Regions from separate parts of the Danio rerio genome. Here region 1 is linked to region 2. A link is a contact called in public Hi-C data. All regions are on one chromosome and are shown on one strand. The core of a region is the stretch at or near the end of the contact, and the rest is flanking DNA. Distances in the headings are between cores, read along the strand shown.

Evidence for each region. Hi-C and Micro-C count contacts between places; a contact is called where the count stands out from the background.
Region 1: a Hi-C map of embryo shows a contact between it and region 2, with 2.1 times the contacts expected there. The contact joins two enhancer-like sites. A contact is called at or near these places in 2 of 18 Hi-C or Micro-C datasets (caudal fin and embryo).

Annotation. Positions count from the first base shown.
Region 1 is chr3:17,024,849-17,029,375 of GRCz12tu, reverse strand. No RefSeq gene overlaps it. Among named protein-coding and RNA genes, the nearest start is that of tob1a, 58 kb to the right of the region's middle. Within about 2 kb of position 2,940, at least 10 of the 62 cell types and tissues checked have an H3K27ac peak or open chromatin away from gene starts, as enhancers often do.
Region 2 is chr3:16,912,237-16,917,024 of GRCz12tu, reverse strand. No RefSeq gene overlaps it. Among named protein-coding and RNA genes, the nearest start is that of wfikkn2a, 37 kb to the right of the region's middle. Within about 2 kb of position 3,459, at least 6 of the 62 cell types and tissues checked have an H3K27ac peak or open chromatin away from gene starts, as enhancers often do.

The sequences.
Region 1 (4,527 bases), core at 1,691-4,190, 110 kb before region 2:
GTGTTCAGATGCTAAAATTAGCTGATATTCCCCTTTTAATGTATGTATAGATGTGCTATGATTCCTCTCTGAAGTCTTCATATAACAGGACTTCTTTAGAAGCAGCCATCTGTGGACAAGACTGCAGTCTGCTAGCTTATATGTTTGTTAGCATGTGTGTTGATTCACCTTGAGAGGGCTGCCGGACTGTTAAGGAGGAGAGTTAAGCATATGGCTTGTTAGCGGTGGCGTGTTACCTCAGTAAAGTAAGGTTTGGAGTAGCTTAGTTTGTGCTGCATCTATCTATCTATCTATCTATCTATCTATCTATCTATCTATCTATCTATCTATCTATCTATCTATCTATCTATCTATCTATCTATCTATCTATCTATCTATCTATCTATCTATCTATCTCTATCTATCTATCTATCTATCTATCTATCTATCTATCTATCTATCTATCTATCTATCTATCTATCTATCTATCTATCTATCTATCATGATACTAAGTCCGTCCGTCCGTCCGTCCGTTCGTCCATCTGCCTGCCTGCCTTCCTGTCTGGTGCTTTGTCTGTTAATCTCTCTGTTTATCTGTCTTTCGCTCTGTTTATCTGTCTGTTGCTCTGTCCATCTCTTTGTCAGTCTCTGTCACTCTATGTACATTTGTCTGTTCCTCTGTGTACATTTGTCTGTCGCTCTGTCCGTCATTCTGTGCCCATCTGTCTGTTGTTCTCTGTCCATCTGTTGGTCGCTCTGTCTGCTGTTTTGTGTCCATCAGTCTGTCGTTCTGTCTGTTGCCCTGTGTACATTTGTCTGTCACTCTGTCTGTCATTCTATGTCCATCTGTCTGTTGTTCTGCGTACATCTGTCTGTTGCTCTGTCCGTCTGTCTGTCGCTCCGTCTGTTGATCTGTATGTTGTACTGTGTCCATCTGTCGGTCACTCTGTCTGTTGTTCTGTGTCCATCTGTTGGTCGCTCTGTCTGTCATTCTGTGCCCATCTGTCTGTTGTTCTGCGTACATCTGTCTGTTGCTCTGTCCATCTGTCTGTTGCTCCGTCTGTTGATCTGTTTGTTGTTCTGTGTCCATCTGTCGGTCGCTCTGTCTGTTGTTCTGTGTCCATCTGTTGGTCGCTCTGTCTGTCATTCTGTGCCCATCTGTCTGTTGTTCTGCGTACATCTGTCTGTTGCTCTGTCCATCTGTCTGTCGCTCCGTCTGTTGATCTGTTTGTTGTTCTGTGTCCATCTGTCGGTCACTCTGTCTGTTGTTCTGTGTCCATCTGTTGGTCGCTCTGTCTGTCATTCTGTGCCCATCTGTCTGTTGTTCTGCGTACATCTGTCTGTTGCTCTGTCCATCTGTCTGTTGATCTGTATGTTGTACTGTGTCCATCTCTCGGTCACTCTGTCTGTTGTTCTGTGTCCATCTGTTGGTCGCTCTGTCTGTCATACAGTGCTCATCTGTCTGTTGTTCTGCGTACATCTGTCTGTTGCTCTGTCCATCTGTCTGTTGATCTGTTTGTTGTTCTGTGTCCATCTGTTGGTTGCTCTGTCTGTTGTTCTGTATACATCTGACTGTTGCTCTGTCTATGTCTGTTGCTCTGTCTGTTGTTCTTTGTACATCTGTATGTCGCTCTCTGTTGTTCGGTGTACATCTGATTGTTACTCTGTCCATTTGTCTGTCATTCTGTCTTTTGTTCAGTCCATTTGTTTCTTTGTTTGTCCATCTGTCTGTTGACCTGTCTGTTGCTCTCGCTATCTGTCCATCTGTCTGTTGACCTGTCTGTTGCTCTCGCTTTCTGTCCATCTGTCTGTTGATCTGTCTGTTGCTCTCGCTATCTGTCCATCTGTCTGTTGACCTGTCTGTTGCTCTCGCTAGCTGTCCATCTGTCTGTTGATCTGTCTGTTGCTCTCGCTATCTGTCCATCTGTCTGTTGATCTGTCTGTTGCTCTCGCTATCTGTCCATCTGTCTGTTGATCTGTCTGTTGCTCTCACTATCTGTCCATCTGTCTGTTGATCTGTCTGTTGCTCTCGCTATCTGTCCATCTGTCTGTTGACCTGTCTGTTGCTCTCGCTATCTGTCCATCTGTCTGTTGATCTGTCTGTTGCTCTCGCTATCTGTCCATCTGTCTGTTGATCTGTCTTTTGCTCTTGCTATCTGTCCATCTGTCTGTTGATCTGTCTGTTGCTCTCGCTATCTGTCCATCTGTCTGTTGCTGTGCCCATCTGTATGTCACACTGTCTGTTATTCTGTTCATTCATCTGTCATCTATGTCTTTCTGTCCTATAATCTTTCTTTAGCTATTTCTGTACATTTTTGTCTGTTTCTCTCTCTCTCTCTCTCTCTTTCATCTTTCTGTCTGTTGCTCTGTCTGTCCATCTGTTATTCTATCTCTGTCTGTCATTTGTTGCTCTTTCTATTTGTGGTTCTGTGTGTTGCTCTGTCTTTCCATCTGTTGCTCTTGCTATCTGTCGCACTGTCTGTTGCTTTGTCATCGTATTCATCTAAACTAGAGAGGTGGTTTCTGTTTTAACATTATGAACTGTAACTGAAGTAAAGTTTAATACACAGGTCTATCTTAAACCTTTGTAAAAAATCTATTTACACTGAATCAAATCAAACCTATTCAAAATAAGTGCTTGTACATTAGAATTGAATCTGGATATCTGAGTTGATGCCCAACCCTAATATAATAATATAAGTGACACATACAGTACATGACACACAGCTAACATGCTGACTATACTCCAAGTTCCCTGTACATACACATACAAGGAGCTCAAGTCGTTTTTGGCCAGTGTCTAGTAAATAATTGCCAGTGACCTGAATCGTGCAGGGTCAGAGGCACACCATGCTCCGGCTGTTTGCATTGCAAATATCTGATAGGCCTTATCCAGCTCCTGTTGATTTTTCCTCTTGTACGTCTCCATAATTATCCGTGCACCGCCTGTGAGCAGCAACAGATGGATGGGAGTGAAAGAGAGTGGGGGAAGGATTTGCACAGGAAAATGAAGGAAAAGTGCACATGGTGTATGCTGAATGCTGCGAATGACCCTCTGTTGAACAGCTTCATGTTTTGCTGGCTGTGATAAGATAGTGGAAGCCTTTTTTTGATTTATTCATTGCAAATACTTTGACCTTTAGCTGATTAGAGAATGACTTTCACTTCCCTGTTACTATTTAACGACCATTTCTCACCTTTCTGACAGTGGATAATGTGAAATTTGACATTAAAGGAATAGTTCACCACAAAAAAAGAGAACGTTCTGTAGTGATTTTCTCATTGTGATGTTTTTCCAGTCTAATACAACTTTCTTTTTGACACTTTGTCTTGACAGTCTAAAGCTTAATTAGACATTTACTGTCATTATATTCAAAACTCTGGATAATATATGGAAATGAATCTGTTTTTGCTTCTCAAAAGAACTCTAGGTTTGATTCAACATGATAGTGAGCAAATAAAGTGTGCTTTACTTCACTGGCAGACGTGAGTTTGTTCAGCCGTCTTTAGTTTACAGAAGTTCATGTTTGCTGTTTGTTTATCGTGTACTGATGATATGGAAGGCAAGGGTGGGAGGACACCTGTGTTTTAACAGGTCCACCAATGGAAAGACAGGATTTGGTGTGGTTTGTACTGCAGTGTGGACTTTTACCTCTGACAATTTTTCTAGCTGTCACGTAATGTGTTTGTCATCTATCGCAATGAGACCTTTTAACCAGTATATTAGTGTACTGGTTTCATTCATAATACATTGATTCTTATAGATTTGAATGAATGTAGGTAAAAGAACTAGCACTGATTTAAAACTCAGTGAATGTGAAGTCAAGTCTATTGACTTCCATATTATTTATTTTTCCTACTATGGAAGTCAATGGTGACAGGTTTCAACTTTCTTCAAAATGTCTTCTTTTGGTTTCAACAGCAGAAAGAAACTCACAAAGGCCTGAAACCTTTAGATTACGCTTATTTTACCAAAAAAACTAGGGTAAACTATCCCTTTATGGCAAGCAACGCTTTTTCTTTTGCTTATTCTAATCCGTACATCAGGGGTTTTCATTGCTTTATATGTCACATTGACAACCAGCCTATAATGTAAGTTCCGTTTTTTTTTTTATTTGTTACAAATGATATATGATGTTGTAAATGGGTCTAAAATATGATTTGAAGATTATTTAGTGTCTTTATGTTTTTGTCAGCTTTTAATACTTTTCACTTTGTATTTGTTTGTTTAATCAGTGTTATTCTATTATGATTTCAGATGATTTATTCACCTGAATGTTTTATAATTTCTAGTATTTTATAAGAACTAATATATTTATTATAGTTTTACAATTTTTATTAGTTGGTAATAGCATTTTCTATTAGTTTTTATTAGTGACTTTTCTAATATTTATTTTTCATCTAAATGTGCTTGTTTAGTTTTTTTTATTAATAAATTATTTAATCTATTAGTCATTATATAATACTATTTTTTTAAATAAATTTTTTTGTCTTTTAATGTCTTTTGTTAAGACATTAGATATTGACAGGAAGTGAAGTTGGAGAGAG
Region 2 (4,788 bases), core at 2,210-4,709:
TAAATAAATAATAATAACCTTTTAACATCCAAAGAGTTTGAACGCTTAAAAATAATCCAATTGCAGTGTAATCATTGTTTTTTTTTTTATCTAAAAAAAAAAAGAAAGAAAGAAAGCAAAAAGTATCTTTCTCTTCTCCTTGCTGGTTTGCTAATACGTACACACTCTTATCTTATCTCTGCTCACTGCTGCCACATATAAACAATGAAACAGCATGAATATTTAGCTGCTGCGTCTTTTCCCTATAGTGGGCAGACATGGCTTGAATGAGATAACTGTATTTTCTGCGGCGTATGTCGTGATAAATACATGCTTCGGCTTCCTGAACTGGGTAAAAATATAAATCTGCTGCTTGTCACAGCACTCCGTAGCTGTATTTAAAATCAACTTGCTCCTCATTGTAATTACAGCCTCACTCACAGCACACAATATCACAGAAAAACCAATCAGCATGTGAAGAATAGCATGTGACTTTCTTTCAATTTCCTTCAACTCTACAGAGACTTTCAGCTGATTTATTGAGTCAGGAGCTCATTTTGTTCACTAAATATCATAGAAAGATGCAAATGACTTTTTTGTTTTATGTTCCTTCTTTTGATAGGATTTAGCTTCTGCTGCTAGGAGAAAATATTGCCTGAAACTCTCGTTTTGCTGTGAAACAGGATGATATTTAAGAAACAGAATTAATAATAAACTTTTAACATTGTTATTGTTATTATTATTAATAATAGCATCTTATTTTTATATACACTGCAAAAAAATTATTTTGACTTAGAGATTTGTCTTGTTTTTAGTCAAATATCTAACAAAAAATTTAAAAGATTTCTTATGAAATAAATATGATTATATTGTATTATTATATTATATATATTTTTTTATAAATATTATGCTTTTTTAAACTTTTTTTTTTAGATTTGTCTGTCTTGTCTGGCTGCTTTTTAATTTGAATTAAACAAAAAAACTGAAATTAAATTATTGAACTAAACTAACATGATATTAAATTAAATTATTGAACTATACTTAAATTAAATTATTGAACTAAACTAAAATGATATTAAATTAAATTATTGAACTGAACTTAAATTAAATTACATTTTTGAAATGAACTTAAATTTAATTAAATTATTGAATTAAATCAAACTAAAATTAAATTAAACTATTGAATTAAATTTAACTAAATTAAATTAAACTAAATTAAAATTATTATTTAAAAAAATTATTGAATTAAATTAAGCTAAAATTAAATTTAAATTTTTTAATTAAATTTTAAAAATGTTAACTTTTAAAATAGTTATAACCTTTTTATTTATTATAAACAGCCCTGAAAGAGTTTTTATGATTTTTTGGCTGTCATTGCATATAACAATAATGTAATGTGTATTTATATTACCCTGTTCTACCATCCAAAGCGCTTCACACTCATTAGGGGGGTCTCTATACACCTCCACCAGTATGGAACATCCACTTGGATGGTGCGTCGGCAGCCACAGGAAAACGGTGCCAGTGCGCCTTACAACACACCATTTATAGGGGGATTAGAGAGACAGTGATAGAGCCAATACATTGGATAGAGATGATTGGGAGGCCATGATGGATAAGGGCCAATGGAGGGAATTTGGCCTGGACAATAATACAAATTTAACAATTTTCAACAAGTGTACAAAAAAAGCATTAAAAAAAACTTGAAAAGTCCAACTAAAACTTACAAAAAATAAATAAAAACTGTGTTGAAAGCATTACATTATGAGACCTTGAGATCTTTTTTCCAACTATTTCTGGTGTTGAAAAGTTTGTGGGGGAAAAGGGGCTTTTATTGACATTTTTAATAGTTTGAAGTAGGGCTGCACAATATATGCATCAATATATGTGATGTGGAGTCTGGATTAAAGTTTATTATTTGCATGTGTTTTTGAGGCATGAGAACTTTAAAAGCAATTGGCATAAGAAACTGTACCATTTGTAACTCTAATAAGGATTATTTGTATTGAATTATTATTATTATTAAAACAACACAGTATTATTCCACACGTGATTATTCAATTACTGTACACGAGAACTGTTACAAATCCATAAAACACTGTTTACTGTTTTTATCATCACGATCATTCTAAAATGAATAATTTTGTCTAATTAGAGATATTCAGGTCATCTCTTGAACTTGCATGTGTATCGCAGAAAACACTTGCAATGTTCGATTTTTCCAATATCGTCCCTAGTTTAAAGTGATATATTGTCTGGGTTGGTGTTGTAAATTATGGCACAAAAACCTGGTAATAAACTGCAAGTATACCTTTTCTGTTGTTTTACAAGTTTTATATCAATAAAAGTCACCTTTTTTAAAAGTGCAGTTAAATATTCAACATGAAAAGTCAGAGATCAAGGTCCTAAAATGCAATTCATAACCGTAAATAAACAGAAAACATCATAAAATAATAATAAGTAACATATATTTTTTTTACAGTGTTTTTCAGTTTTAAAATACTGTATATTTTGGTGCCTTTAAAACATGATCAAGGTCAACTTTATTTAAGTAGTACCTTTAAACAACATGTCATGAATGTTGACAAACATTGCAAAAATAGTAAACAATTAGAGAGACTGGACAATACGTGAGACAATAAAATCTAAAAACTAAAAATTTATTAAAAAAATATTTCAATAGGCCAAAGAAAAGAGGTTTTGAGAGATTTTAAAAACACAATGTAGATGAAGCTCTAATTATTGCAGGTAATGTGTTCACATGTTTTAGAGCATAGACTGAGAAAGCTCTGTCTCCTTTAATTTCAAGCGGGATTTAGGAACAATTAGCAGGAGCTGGGCAGAGGACCTAAGGGATCTTCGGGGAGAATACAAACGTAAAAGTTTAGATATATAGGCTGGACCGCCGGGGCTAGTCCATGTAGACCTTTAAATACATAAGTAAAAAAAAAGATAAAAGTAATGAGTAAATAAATGTCCAAAACATACACAATGACACGAAACAATCTAATAAATACAAATATGATATGATGATGAATATGATAATTTCTCAGTGCATTTTAGTTATTGAAAAAAGAGAGCAGAATGGTTCGCTGAATTGTACATAGTGTATGGGTGTGAATGAGTGTTGGTGGTTCATTCTGCTGTGGCGACCCCAGATTAATAAAGGTACTAAGCTGAAAAGAAAATGAATGAATGAATGAAAAAGCGAGCAGTGATCATTGATGATTGACTGATTCTTTGTTTTAACTTGTTTTTTTCAGTGGGCTGTTTGTGAAGCTTCATCTCATCAACATTTCAATTCTGTTGCAGTGGGCTCTTTTTTTCAATTTTGTCAGTCTATAAAGCATTTCCCACCTTTCCTTGTTTAATTGGATGCTATAAATTCACAGAATTTATGACTTTCTGTTCCCAGCTGGAATACAAAAGGACAGAGGACAGGCGCAGTAATTCACATGGGGGTGTAGAGCTAACACCACTTCACAGAATTGCCTTTTGTTCAGTGTCTGCTGGATCAGAACACCCTCAGATTGATTCTTCCTACAACTCCACACACAAAAAAAGAGAAGAAAAAATTTGTCTTTTTGTTGCTTTCCCATAAGAGTAGATGGTTAACAACCGCCTTGTTCTTTTAAGAGTAGAAAGGTGTATTCTGAGTGAAATCTTTTAAAGTGTTTTTACAAATCAATAAACAGTTGAAGTCAGAATTATGTATTAGCCCCCCTTTGGGTTTTTTTTTTCTATCTTTCATATTTCCCAAATGATGTTTAACAGAGCAAGGAAACTTTCACAGTATGTCTGATAATGATTTTTCTTCTGAAGAAAGTCTTATTTGTTTTATTTCGGCTAGAATAAAAGCAGTTAAAAACATTTTAAGGTCAAAATTATTAGCCCCTTCAAGCAAATTTTTTTCAATTGTCTACAGAACAAACCATCATTATACAATAATTTGTCTAATTACCCTGTCTTGCCTAGTTACCCTAATTAGTTAAGCCTTTAAAATGTCACTTTAAGCTGTATAGAAGTGTCTTGAAAAATATCTAATAAAATATTATTTACTGTCATCATGGCAAAGATAAAATAAATCAGTTATTAGAAATGAGTTACTAAAACAATTCTGCTTAGAAAAGTTGAAAAACTCTTCTCTCCGTTAAACAGAAATTGGGGAAAAAAATTAACAGGGGGGCTAATAATTCGGGGAATATATAGTACTATATATATATATATATATATATATATATATATATATATATATATATATATATATATATATATATATATATATATATATATATATATATATATGTATATGTGTGTATGTATATATATATATGTATGTATGTATTCTTATTCCATAGTCTGTCGAAATCCTTGATTCTGATTGGCTGGAAGGTGTGCCTTATTTCCGTTGAGATGCACAGGCAGTTCCAGTCAGTTTTGATCACCGTTTGAAATAAATGTGCTGCTCGCAAACATTACTAGTAGCCATAATATCACACAAACACACACCGGCTATGTTTACATGGACATCAGTTATTGAATTATTTGCCTTAATCTGATTAAGACAATAATATAATTAAGATGTTTACATGATTTGCATACTCCACATGTCGCTGTTTCCATGGTGGACGCTTAATCAGAGTATTGTCTGATTCGTATTAAAAGCTTTCTCAGAATTGTTGTCTCAGAGCCAAAAAAAAATGCTGATTTTGAGACCTTATTCTGCTTCTCTTGTCAACGAGACTCTACGAGAGTTTTACGCCTCTGTGCAGACCACAGCCAGCCATGAATACAGTTTTGCCAGTCTAT